Regions from separate parts of the Zea mays genome. Here region 1 is linked to region 2. The links are chromatin contacts, called in public Hi-C maps. All regions are on one chromosome and are shown on one strand. Each heading gives the region's core, a stretch centred on a gene start, on an enhancer-like site or on the middle of the called end of the contact. The rest is flanking DNA. Distances are from core to core; before and after follow the strand shown.

What was found. Hi-C and Micro-C count contacts between places; a contact is called where the count stands out from the background.
Region 1: a Hi-C map of bundle sheath shows a contact between it and region 2, with 2.8 times the contacts expected there. The contact joins the promoter of LOC100282916 here to the promoter of LOC100191511 in region 2. A contact is called at or near these places in 2 of 25 Hi-C or Micro-C datasets (bundle sheath and tassel).

What each region holds. Positions count from the first base shown.
Region 1 is chr9:41,990,756-41,996,558 of Zm-B73-REFERENCE-NAM-5.0, forward strand. It overlaps LOC100282916 (Zinc finger protein CONSTANS-LIKE 9), which reads right to left and starts at 2,970. Exons shown (of 5, transcript NM_001155822.1): 1 at 2,749-2,970; 2 at 467-1,157. The coding sequence starts at 1,057.
Region 2 is chr9:41,740,167-41,745,522 of Zm-B73-REFERENCE-NAM-5.0, forward strand. It overlaps LOC100191511, which reads left to right and starts at 3,931. Exons shown (of 2, transcript NM_001136943.1): 1 at 3,931-5,356. The coding sequence starts at 4,118.

The DNA of each region.
Region 1 (5,803 bases), core at 1,720-4,219, 250 kb after region 2:
TCCATCCTAGGGCTTACTAAGGTGGTGGCTAGGTAACATAAATAGCATCTGAACAAGATTCATATGTGGCTGCCACATAGTGAAAATAAAAAAATGTAGATATTATTCCCAGTTTTCCATTTTAGATAGACAGGGATATGCAATTATTTATACGATCTTAGCAACATCAGTATTTTCATGCATGGCACAGTAGATTTATTTATAAACTTATTAGAAATTCTTTTGTTCATAATTCATTGTTTTATCTTATTGTTCATCAAGTAAACCAAATGAAATACAAAGCAGACAAAAGACCATAAAAGGAAAACAATTATGTGACATGACAAATGATAACCATCAACTGTCGGTAGCAAAGTCATTGTCCATCTTACATATATTGCACATGGAGGTAGAATATGCAGCAGCAGAGGTGAATAACTAATTCTATGTATGAGGTACCAGGGATAAGTGAATAGCCTTAAAGCACCTTATCTGGTGTGGAATCCACAGATCCAGCTGTTTCTGTTTGACCAGTAGCCAGTGGAAGTAGGTTCACTCCAGCTCCTGAAGAGGAACCTACCAAAAGCTTGTCACAAGTACCAATATCACTTACAAGTGTTGCACTAGCTATATCTAACAAAATACTGTCCCCTGCAGCATTATCTTGATTACTGACACCACTGTCGCTGATGCTCATCATGCTTATTCCTTGCTCACAGTTTGGCTCAGGTGCTACATTAGGAATATCTGAAACGAAGGACCATATTCTAGAAAGTTCTGCAGACGATGGACATCCTGAATAGCAATTTATAGTCTGCCTTTTGTGTCCGGCAGATGAGGATCCTGCAATGTGGCCATTCCAATCACAATTTTGGCAAAGCGAGGCATTTTCTGCTAGACAGCGGACCATAGCAGGCTGTGAAGCACACCGGTCACATAAAAGTGTCCTTGTATGACGCCGAGAAAGAGCATTAGCTGAATGCACATTACGGTCACATGATAAACACAAGGATGCTGCATCTGATCGGCAGTAAACCATAGACCTATGCTCCCCACAGAAATCACAGAGAGCGCCCATGATCTTTCCTATCAGCAAACTTCAAACCAGCTTCAGGAGATGTTATGCAGCCAACAAACTCTTCTTCAGAGTGTTTCCCAATCAATAGTTTACAAGGAACCTGTGCAGTATCGCAACTATTAAAAAGAATTACTACTACATCAGTAATCATTCTGGCTCTTTTACAACATGCATATGAATAATATTTTATCAGTAATTATCGCAACTATTATTTTATGAACTAGTAGTCTAGTACCCATACATCGTGTTAGAGAAATGCACATGATAGAATGACACTGACGTGATGACAGAAATTTGTTACTGGCAGTTACTCTGACCATGGCATCCACCCAAACAACAGGTTGTTTTTTTTTTCAACTTAATCCAAGAGAAACAATCAAACATGTTCCACCCATCAACATCTTACATCAGCTACAAGCAATATAAATATCAAGGATAATAAAGATTTGCTTCCTAATTAGGACATGTAGCCGCCATCTGCAATGAGACAGTTCTAGGTATCAATTGACTCATAAATCAGTGGACTCAGCCTCAATTTGCCGACCAGGGCATAAAGAACTGCGAAACCCACTACAAAAGTGCAGGCAACAAGTCTTGAAATCTTCTGTTCTCCGTGCATATTATAATTCAAAGCCCCCACTAAGTGCTTGCAAGAATGCGAGTATATGTCCCACGAGGTCACTAGGTACTACGAATCCTAGAAGAGATAATGTGTAAAAAAATGGAAGCCAGCCAGCATAAGACGTAAGACACAATTCTTAGTCATCCCTGACAGTGATTTCTTAGTAAATCCTATTATATAATATCCAACTTCTCCAAGCAACCAACACAGCGCAATACTATGGTAGGGAGGAAACATATGAAACATGAATGATTGGACCAATGAAATGAGCCAACAAACAGAGCTCGGTGATAATTTTATTTAAGCTAACAGAGGGTAACCTTTTCACCAGCAAAATAAATTCATGAGTTGTTTAGAAGTTTTCAGACTAAGGAAATCTTATGTGTGCAAAGCAAGAAGTGAAGTTGACTTTTTTTGAAAAAACTATATTTGGAAGGAAAAATGCAAATATTTCCAGTAAGTGTGCTCATACGGATGCATAACAAAAAGATTGCCCTTATCAATAACAAAAGGATTATAAGTATAAACATTTCTTAAAGCATTAGATTCACATCTTTGCACCTAAGACTGGATATAGTTAAAAGAACATGTTTTGATTATTCATATGAGAAACAATTTTTATTTTTTAAATGGAATTTTGTATGTAATTTGAGCACTGAAAAACCAGTATGAGTTAGAGCGTGACTGCGTGAGGCGGCAAATACGATGGTCGTTTAGGCCAAGGGAAAAAAACAAGCAGTTTTCTTACAGGATTCATGTCTCCCATATATTAAACTGAAAACAAATACAAGTATACAACAAAGCAAAACAAAATATAACGAAGAAAAAAATACAAACAGCCATTTCTAACACCATAAATCAGCATCAACCCAGTCTGAAACACAAACAGACATAAAATCGCAGCTGCATCGGGATCACCGGAAAGAGGAAAGGGGAACGATAAAGCGGCCGGTAACAAAATGATACGTATTTGCTGAATCAGACGTTGGGATTGGAGCCAGCGAATCCGAGGGAAGAGGTCGACCCCACATAAAAAATCCCGCGCCAAGGGAGAGGAAGAATAACTCACCGGAGGCAAAGCGACCGCGGCGGCTCCTCAGATCCGCCGGAGCGGTCGCCGGCTCGGCGCCTCCTGAGCGCCCCTGGGGAGCTCGGGTCGGCAACAGAAACCCAGGAGCTTCTAGAAAGGGATCAGAACCCTTTTTTAGAGAGAGGAAGGGAGGAACAAGAGAGAGATGCAAAGAGCAGAGAAGAGAGGGAAAGGCTGAGAAGGGGAAGAAAGAGGAAGTCTGAGGGCAGGCAGGCTAGCGGTAGACTGGTAGCGTAGAGGAAAAATTTGCTGAGGATGAGGTGGCGGGGCCCACGCCGGTGCGCTTTTGTGCGCTTTTTCGAGGGTAAGAGCGTCATTTCCCTCTGCCACAGAGGATAAGGGGGTGCGAGGGAGCCCGGGCCCGCGCCACGTTTGCAGCGCCCCCCACCCCCGGCCATCTCGTTTTGACATGCGCGGCCTCGGGCACATGGTCCGTGGCACGCCACCGTCACTAGCTGATGGTCCCAGCAAAGGTGGACCCAACGAGTCAGTGATTTGTTCTTGGGCTCGATCCGGTGGGAACTGTTGCGCAAAAGGTGAAGCAGTGAGCGGTGCGCAGGGTTTTTCGACTTGTCCGCGGTACTAGTACTGCCGTACTGGTACAGGTGGGTTGCTTCTCTGGCTCATGGGCCCGCACGTCACCGACGGACAGTGGCCTGCTTGCTCATTTGGCCATTTTGGCCTGGCCTGATTAGCGCGCCAACGGCTGGCTTTTTTCCCTGACTCCGGCTGGATGCATGTAGACTAGTATACTATGGTTACAGGGAGTGAGACAGCGGTGAGGCGGGCGGCAGTCGAGCCTCCTACCGTCTTACTGTTCCTGAGACCATAAAGTTCTACTGGAGTTTCTCTAAAATTTAGAAGAGTATACATTACTGTCTACGTTTTCGAATATTTATCATTCACTAGTTCATTTTTAAACTAAAACATAACAAATAAAAAGAACTAAGGAAGTATAATGTAGAAGAGGAAGTATAGAGGTTTAGTTTAGTTCCTTCTAAATAAAGTTCTGAGTCGGTCTCTGTATGGTTAGGTTGGCTAGGCTTCGTCCCTGCATGGTTAGGTTGTTGTATGACTTTGAATAGTTATTTATCCTAAAGAAAAAGACACTTCAAAATTTATTAAGGAACAATTTTTTTGTGTGGTCTTCTTTAAAAAAATGGTCTCTTGCTTTCATGTTTTTTTATACGAGTGAGAAGCAAATTGTATTTTTCGTGTTTTTAATAGACAAAAAATAGCTTCAAGCCTCTTGGAAGAAGAAACATCTGTCCTTAGAAATTCGAGTTAAGAGAGGATTTTAATATTATTGACCGATATAAAATTGAAAAGATCATCCACATGAAGCAAAGTATTGAATTGCTCTCATTTCTTGAAGTTGAAACGTCAAAATTAGCTAAGATAGAAATAATGCATGTATACATATGTGATAATATAGAATCATATGACTTCCACGAGACGACGAAACTGAGGGGTGTTTGAATGCACTAGAACTAATACTTAGTTAGCTAAAAATTGTTAGTATAATTAGCTAGCTAACAAATAACTACCTAACTATTAACTAATTTACAAAAATAGCTAATAGCTGAAATATTAGCTAGGGTGTTTGGATGTTTCAACTAATTTTAGTCACTAACTATTAGCTTTAGTGCATTCAAACATCCCCTGAGAAGATACAACGAGCATTATAGATTCACTAGTGTATTGCAGTAGCCGCTTATAATGAGTGTTTTCAATCGAACCTATTGTTTAGCATATGCTGGTCACTTGCTTTAATTCCTAAGAAATGTCAAAACAAGTAAATATAATTAAAACTATGGGCCCTTCGTCCTCTCAATTTATCTCAAATCTAGAGGTAAATTAAAGGGAGAAGGTCATCTAATACGACCACGCCATTAATCAACATGTTACAACCCTCAAGTCATACTACATCAACTTAAGTACAACCAACATCATCACCAGCTCAAGTCTTTGATGGACCAATTACACGTAGCCGAGCTAAGAAACTACAGTAAGAGGTGCACGCGCTACTTTATAAATTTCAATTAAACATTAATGAGAACTTTATGCTACTTAAGTCGTGTATGTTGATATTGCTTAGGTTCACCAAAGAGGAACGACAAAACATATCAAGGGCGAATCAGAAAGAAGATCTATGTTCGAATCAGTCGAGCGCAATAGAACCGTCCAGAAGAAACAGTCATATCTTTTGATTCCCAAAAGCTATGAAGGCTCATAAGTACTTTATGGAAAGCTCTTGAAGTCTAGTTTCTAAAGCTTCTAAGGATGACTTAATCAAATCTACCCGAAAGCGTGGACGACCTACTTTAGTGCTGACTGGTCAGAAGGTCAACAATCTGTTTGATGACCAAGTTTCCGTATTAAACTACATCATTCTACGAAGTTTCATTAAGCATGCTATACATGGTGAGAAAGATTATCAAGTCAGCTTTCCAACGCATCTGGCCCCACGTCATTTGGAGATTCCCTAGAGAAGTTATTATCAAAATACTGAAGGTTGCGCAGAAGTCAAACAGCCACACGGAATTTAGCTCTCGAGATCTCCCGAAGAGGACCCTTTACATTAGCACGCTAAAATACTTTCTTTTCGTGTTTATACCTCTCTAAGGTTGGCTGTTGCTAGTATAAATACCCCCTATGTCTATGATGTAAAGCAGCTTTGGATAATCTAAAAACAGAACCCTTTGTTCCGTTGTGTGCTAACAAATATTGAGAGTGATCTCTACCCCTTTGCTCTTGTGAATTCCTTCGCGGGATTGCAGAAGCGGTGGCTTCATCCGCTCCCAAGTGGTGCTCCTACTCCCTTCGATGTCTCCTCGATTGATTGTAGGTTCCATTGGTTGGTTCTTTGAGAGTGTGGTTGGGTGAATCCTCGATTCAGGTTGCCGGTTAAAGACGGTGGTTGGTTTCTAATTTTATTTGTAAGGTTGCACTAGTTATCGCTGCTTGCAACAAGTTATCTTGGCTTCTTCGAAGCTAGTTATCTGAAGATTGATCCTATGTCGTGAAGATCGGG
Region 2 (5,356 bases), core at 2,681-5,180:
CCATGGCAAGAGGCTGGATGGTCGAGTAACTGTACTCTCGGGTAGTGGGAACCTATTTTGGTCTTGAGAAACCCGGGTGCGAGTTGACATGTGCAAGGGTTAAGTGTTACATATGTCATGTGGTTGGAGATCCCCAGCTAGGTATTAATCCATTCGGATCACTGTTACTTCTCAGATATGAAAACTTGGTCACTGCTCTACACCGTAGTGACAAGTAAACTCAGGGTGTGATAAAAGATGGCTAGTGTAGGCCAAGTGCTTGATCTAGATTAGAAAATGAATCTAGATTCAGAAAATTACTTAACCTGACAAGTAAAAAGAAATTTTAAGGACCAACTCTAGTAAGCTTTGTGCAAACTGGGTCACTGGTTCTTGCTAAACCTTACCTTGACTCCTAAAGGCCAACATATCCTTGAGAGTCTTTCTTTTAGTCAGGTAAGACTTGCGAAAGTACCTTCATACTCAGGGTTTTCGAACTCGTGTTGTTGTAGGTGAAGAGACTGCAAAGTTTTGTTGATTCTATTCCAAGATCATCCCCAAGCAGGAGGATGAAAATTAAGTATGAACTTATGGAAGGTGTCTACCTTCCCATGATGTTATAAGTAGAAGCACTCAGACCCTTATATTGTAATAATCACTCTTTCTACATTGTCACATGTAATGTATATTAAGTTATTGTAACTCTTTCTACTTTTACTCTGATGGTGTGTAATGTTTGTGAGATGTTGAAGAAGACGTAAGTCCTGTCAAGCTACTGCGTGCATCTGCATGATTGTCTAAGGTCCTTAGGACAAAGATAGCTGTAGGTGGGCCTAATATTTTGGGAGGTTCCGTCACAGAGGATAACCGAAGATCGTGGGATTCCTCGCCAGGATTGAGAGTCATGGCGGGCACCACACCAGGGTACACCTACATCAGCGCTTGGCCATTGGAAACCGCCCAGGAGACATCACCAGGGTACACGAAAATCGTTCGAGGCATCTCGAGGCGTGTATCAGGACCATTGGATACAAAATTGCTCACCGGAGTTCTTTCGCGCCACCGCGACACAGACCTCCGTGGTCGACGTACCTCGGGGCACCTATAATTGGTGAGAACTCCTTTCTCTCGTTCACCATTTATCCTACATTGTTTAGCACTAGTTTTCGTGGGAGTCTGGGCACCAGGGCGCCAGTCCGACGTGCGACGGCATATGCTTTGCCGCGTGGTGTGGCAGCACCGCCCTGTCTCGGTAAGGAATGGGGGCAAATGGATCGGATGTCGTTCTCCTTCACCATCGCAATATGTAGCAATAGTTCGCTAGACAAAATATGCTCCTCAGACTCAGATGGCGTGCACCACCCAGTGTGGTCGATAGGAAGGAGGAGGCCACCTGGCCGTCCAATTGGCTATGGGCGGCTAGGATTAGAAGACGCATACCCCTTCGTGGGGTTTGATCTATGGCCGTTGGATCGTATTTGGATGAATAAGATCGCATCACGCTTAATAAAATCCTAGTTGTTAGATCTCTAGCCAATGGCTGAGATTAGAACCATCACGTACCGCTTCGTGCCTTGATCTAAGCAGTAGGTCTGTGAATGGAGGGCTCCGGTTAAGTCGCGCTGACGAGCCTTGGCGTTTTTCTTTAAGAGACCCTGGGGAACGTCAAAATCAATCCGCCATCCACTCCCGTATTATGATCAATACGATTAGGTCCAAATTCTTACAAAATTGACCCTTAGCTTTTCACAAATAGAACTCACATTTCAAAGAATTTGCTGATTTGTATAAATTCGATCTTAAATTGATTTTAGTATAAAGGTAATTCATAAAACATTGAAAATCAATAACTTCTCCGATATAACTCCAAATTACTCCATTCAAGTTGTGTTAGCCTCGTAATAAAATTGTCTACACATTAGTAACGTTATTTTTATAATGTAACATGTTTTAAAAAATGAATAATTAAATTGTTTACCCTATGTTCACTGGATTAACTTTTCTAATTAAAGTAAAAAATTATGACCTCTAATTAAGTTATATCCTAGATTACATTTGAATTAATTCTTTATTTAGAATGTCTTTCTCACTTGATTTATAATCAATATAGAACATATTTTTCAATATTCAATCCCCTGAATCTTCTGAAAGTCATATCTCTTTAATCATAACCCTGTTCAAAGTGATTCTCAAACCTACGATCTCGTAGCGACGCGTAGAATATTTCTACACAGTTTGTTCTCATGTTTGGTGTAATTTTATTTTAATGTACTCCTTGTCTATTCGCATGTATTGCTATGAGTAGCAGCGAGGTCACGAGAAACCCGAAGACCAACTTGTTGAAGTACCTAGAATCTCAATTCACAGGCAAGTTGTGCCCTTGATCACTCTTCTTTACCTAATAATGTTCCTGTTAATCATTGTGACATGCTCAGGTTGATGGGACCTAATAGGTTACCTTAGTTTTGTTTACCCCACACCTTGCAAACAAATGAACTATTGGGTATACTTGTTATTGCTCTATCTGGTTTAGGATTAATATTATATCTGAATTAGGATCATGTTGTTCATGATAAGACTATTGTGTTAATTGGAATATAGAGCTTAACTTGAGATAACAGTGCTACCACAAGGGCGGAATGGGACGCCCTTGACTGACTAATTAGAAAAGCTAGTGGAGGACTACCTTACCTGAAAAGGGCAAGGGCAATAGAGGAGTTGCTGGTATACGGAAGTTCTCGGGTCGATCATGCTGCGATGGCTTTTCGGACGAGGGATTCCTATATCGCTCTTCTCACAAAATCGTAGCAGGTTTTCTGAAGCTAGTGGAACTTTGTAAATGCCTCGTAGTGGATCCCTTGTCATTCACCTCAGAAGTGTCTAAGGGCCTTTCAAACCCTGGCTAGACATGATACACGACTTGTGGGTAAAGGGCGCACCCTCTGTAGAGTGTAAAACTGGTATATCAGTCGTGCTCACGGTCATGAGCAACTCCGACACTCACATGATTAACTTACAAAATTAAACTTAATTTGTCATTTGCATTGCATTGTGGGTTATTATTAATTACGATATGTTATTTAATTGGGATGACATCTACTTATACTTCGTAACTCTTAATAGAACTTTGACCAACTTAAAAGCAATGTTCAGTTTTAACCATCTTTTTTGATAAGCCTTATACTTCACATGAGCTTCATCGTAAGTGAGCTCATGCACATTACCCCACAACTTGTTGAGTGATGAACGTATGTGATCTCACCCTTGCTGTACTCACACCCCCAGGTCAAGGACAGATACCGCAAGGTAAGGAGCTTGAAGGATGCCGCGATGAGTTCGTGAGAGATCTATGCTGTCGTCTCTCAGTCAACTATAGTTCTAGAGTATCGTTGTCTTCATATGATGTAATTATTTAGCTATATTTTACAGAACCCCTATTATAAAAGTAAAGATATGACATTCATTTTTGTACCATGAGTCATCATATGTGTGAGACTTGATCCTATCACACATTTGATTTGCGTCTGAATTTGCGATTAAATCCGGGTGTGACATTTTACTAATCGTGCATTTCAAAGGAGGCGTTAAGTAAAGAAGAAATGGAAGTGGGGGGAGATTGCGCGCCACATTTTAGAGTGTGTTTATTTATCTCCTATATTATATAAGTTGTATTACAGTGTAAGAGTAGGGTGATAAAATACTACTTATACTATTGTATCATAATCTAGCTTATACAATTTAGAAGGGAAAACATTAATCTTTTTCGCCCCAACTTGGCCATGCCATTCTGCTATAGCAGAATTGTCCAACATCGCTTACCTGGCCACACGCCCACAGAACCACGACGTGTCACCTTCGTCATAAGTTGGCCCACATGTCAGCGTCAGAGCCTGCTCCCAATCAGCACCGGTTAATCACCCCAGCCCAAATCTACCCCGCGTTAAATCGCAACATGGCTGTGCCACCCACACTAATCACCCCCCCAAATCGACCACCCCTCCCTCTCCCTCTCTTAAGATCGCCGGCGAGGGGAGAGCCGAGAGGCGCAGGGCAGCCCCCGCCGACGCTTCCGCTCCCGCTCCCGCCGCTGCCGCAGCCGCAGCCGCAGCCGCAGCCGTAGCGGCATTTTGTCGAGCATATGGCGCTCGTGCCCAGCGGCGGCGCGGGCGCTTGCAAGGACGAGGCCGCCCTTGGGCTCCCGTGGTCCGAAATGTTCCGCTCCGCCTCGCGCCGCCGGCCCAAGCAGGAGTCCGACGATGCGCCGCCCAAGAAGCCCGCGCTGAAGACGGCGGGTGCCAAGGAGATGAAGGCCAAGCCGTCGTCGGTAGGGACTGGAGCTGGGGCAGGAGCCGACATCGCAGGGCTGTCGCTGGAGCCCGACGCGCGCCTGGCGCTCTACATCGCCATGGCGCACGCGGGCCTCGCCACCGCGCTGCTCGTGCTCTACGGCCTTTACCTGCTGCTCGCCGACTTCCTCCGCCCGCTGCAGTGGGCGTTGCTCTGCTCCGTCCCGCTCCGCGAGACGCAGCGCGCGCTCGTCGCCTTCTGGGAGCCCCCGCTCCGTGGCGGACTCAGCGCCGCACTGCTCGCGCTGCCACTCGCTGTGCTCCGGTCCTCGACCGCAACGCTCGCCGACGCGCGCGCCGCGCTCCTGCGCCGCCCGCTCCCGTCATCGCCGGCGTTCCCGCGCCTCCTCCGCTGGCTCGTCTCCTTCTTTTTCTTCCTCATCCTCTTCGAGCGCCTCGGCGCCGCCACCGCGCTGCTGCTCCTCGTTTTCGCGCTCGCATTCTTCGCCGCGTCCCCCAAGCTCAAACGCGCTGCCTCCTCACGCATCTCCGGTCGGCCTCCCTCCTCTCGCGGCCTCCTATTAACTGGAGGCATCCTCCGCCACCTTAAGACACTAGTCGCTCTTGGTCTCATGCTTGGTATGATCGCTGGGTTCATAACTGGCAGCATCTTCTTCTCCTACAAGATTGGGCTAGAGGGCAAGGACGCCGTCATGTCCCTCAAGTCCCATGTCGAGAAGAGCAACTACTCAGAGAAGATTGGCTTGAAGAAGTGGATGGACGACAATGACATTCCTGGCTTGGTCGATCAGTATTCTGCCAAGATCTATGACACCTTGTGGGAGCAGGTCGACCAATTGGCTGTGCAGTACAACCTTACAGATTTCACTAGTGGCTTCCGGCATTTCTTGATCAGCCAATCAGTTGACCCCAAAAGCAAGGCGCTCATCAGTTCCAGACCGCACCCATACTCAATGAAGTTGCAATCAATTGCGACACGTGTGAGAAACAGAGAATGGGTGGAGATTTACTGGGAGCTTGACTCATTCTTTAGGGAGCTGTTAATCACAAGAGAGGATTTGGTCATCAAG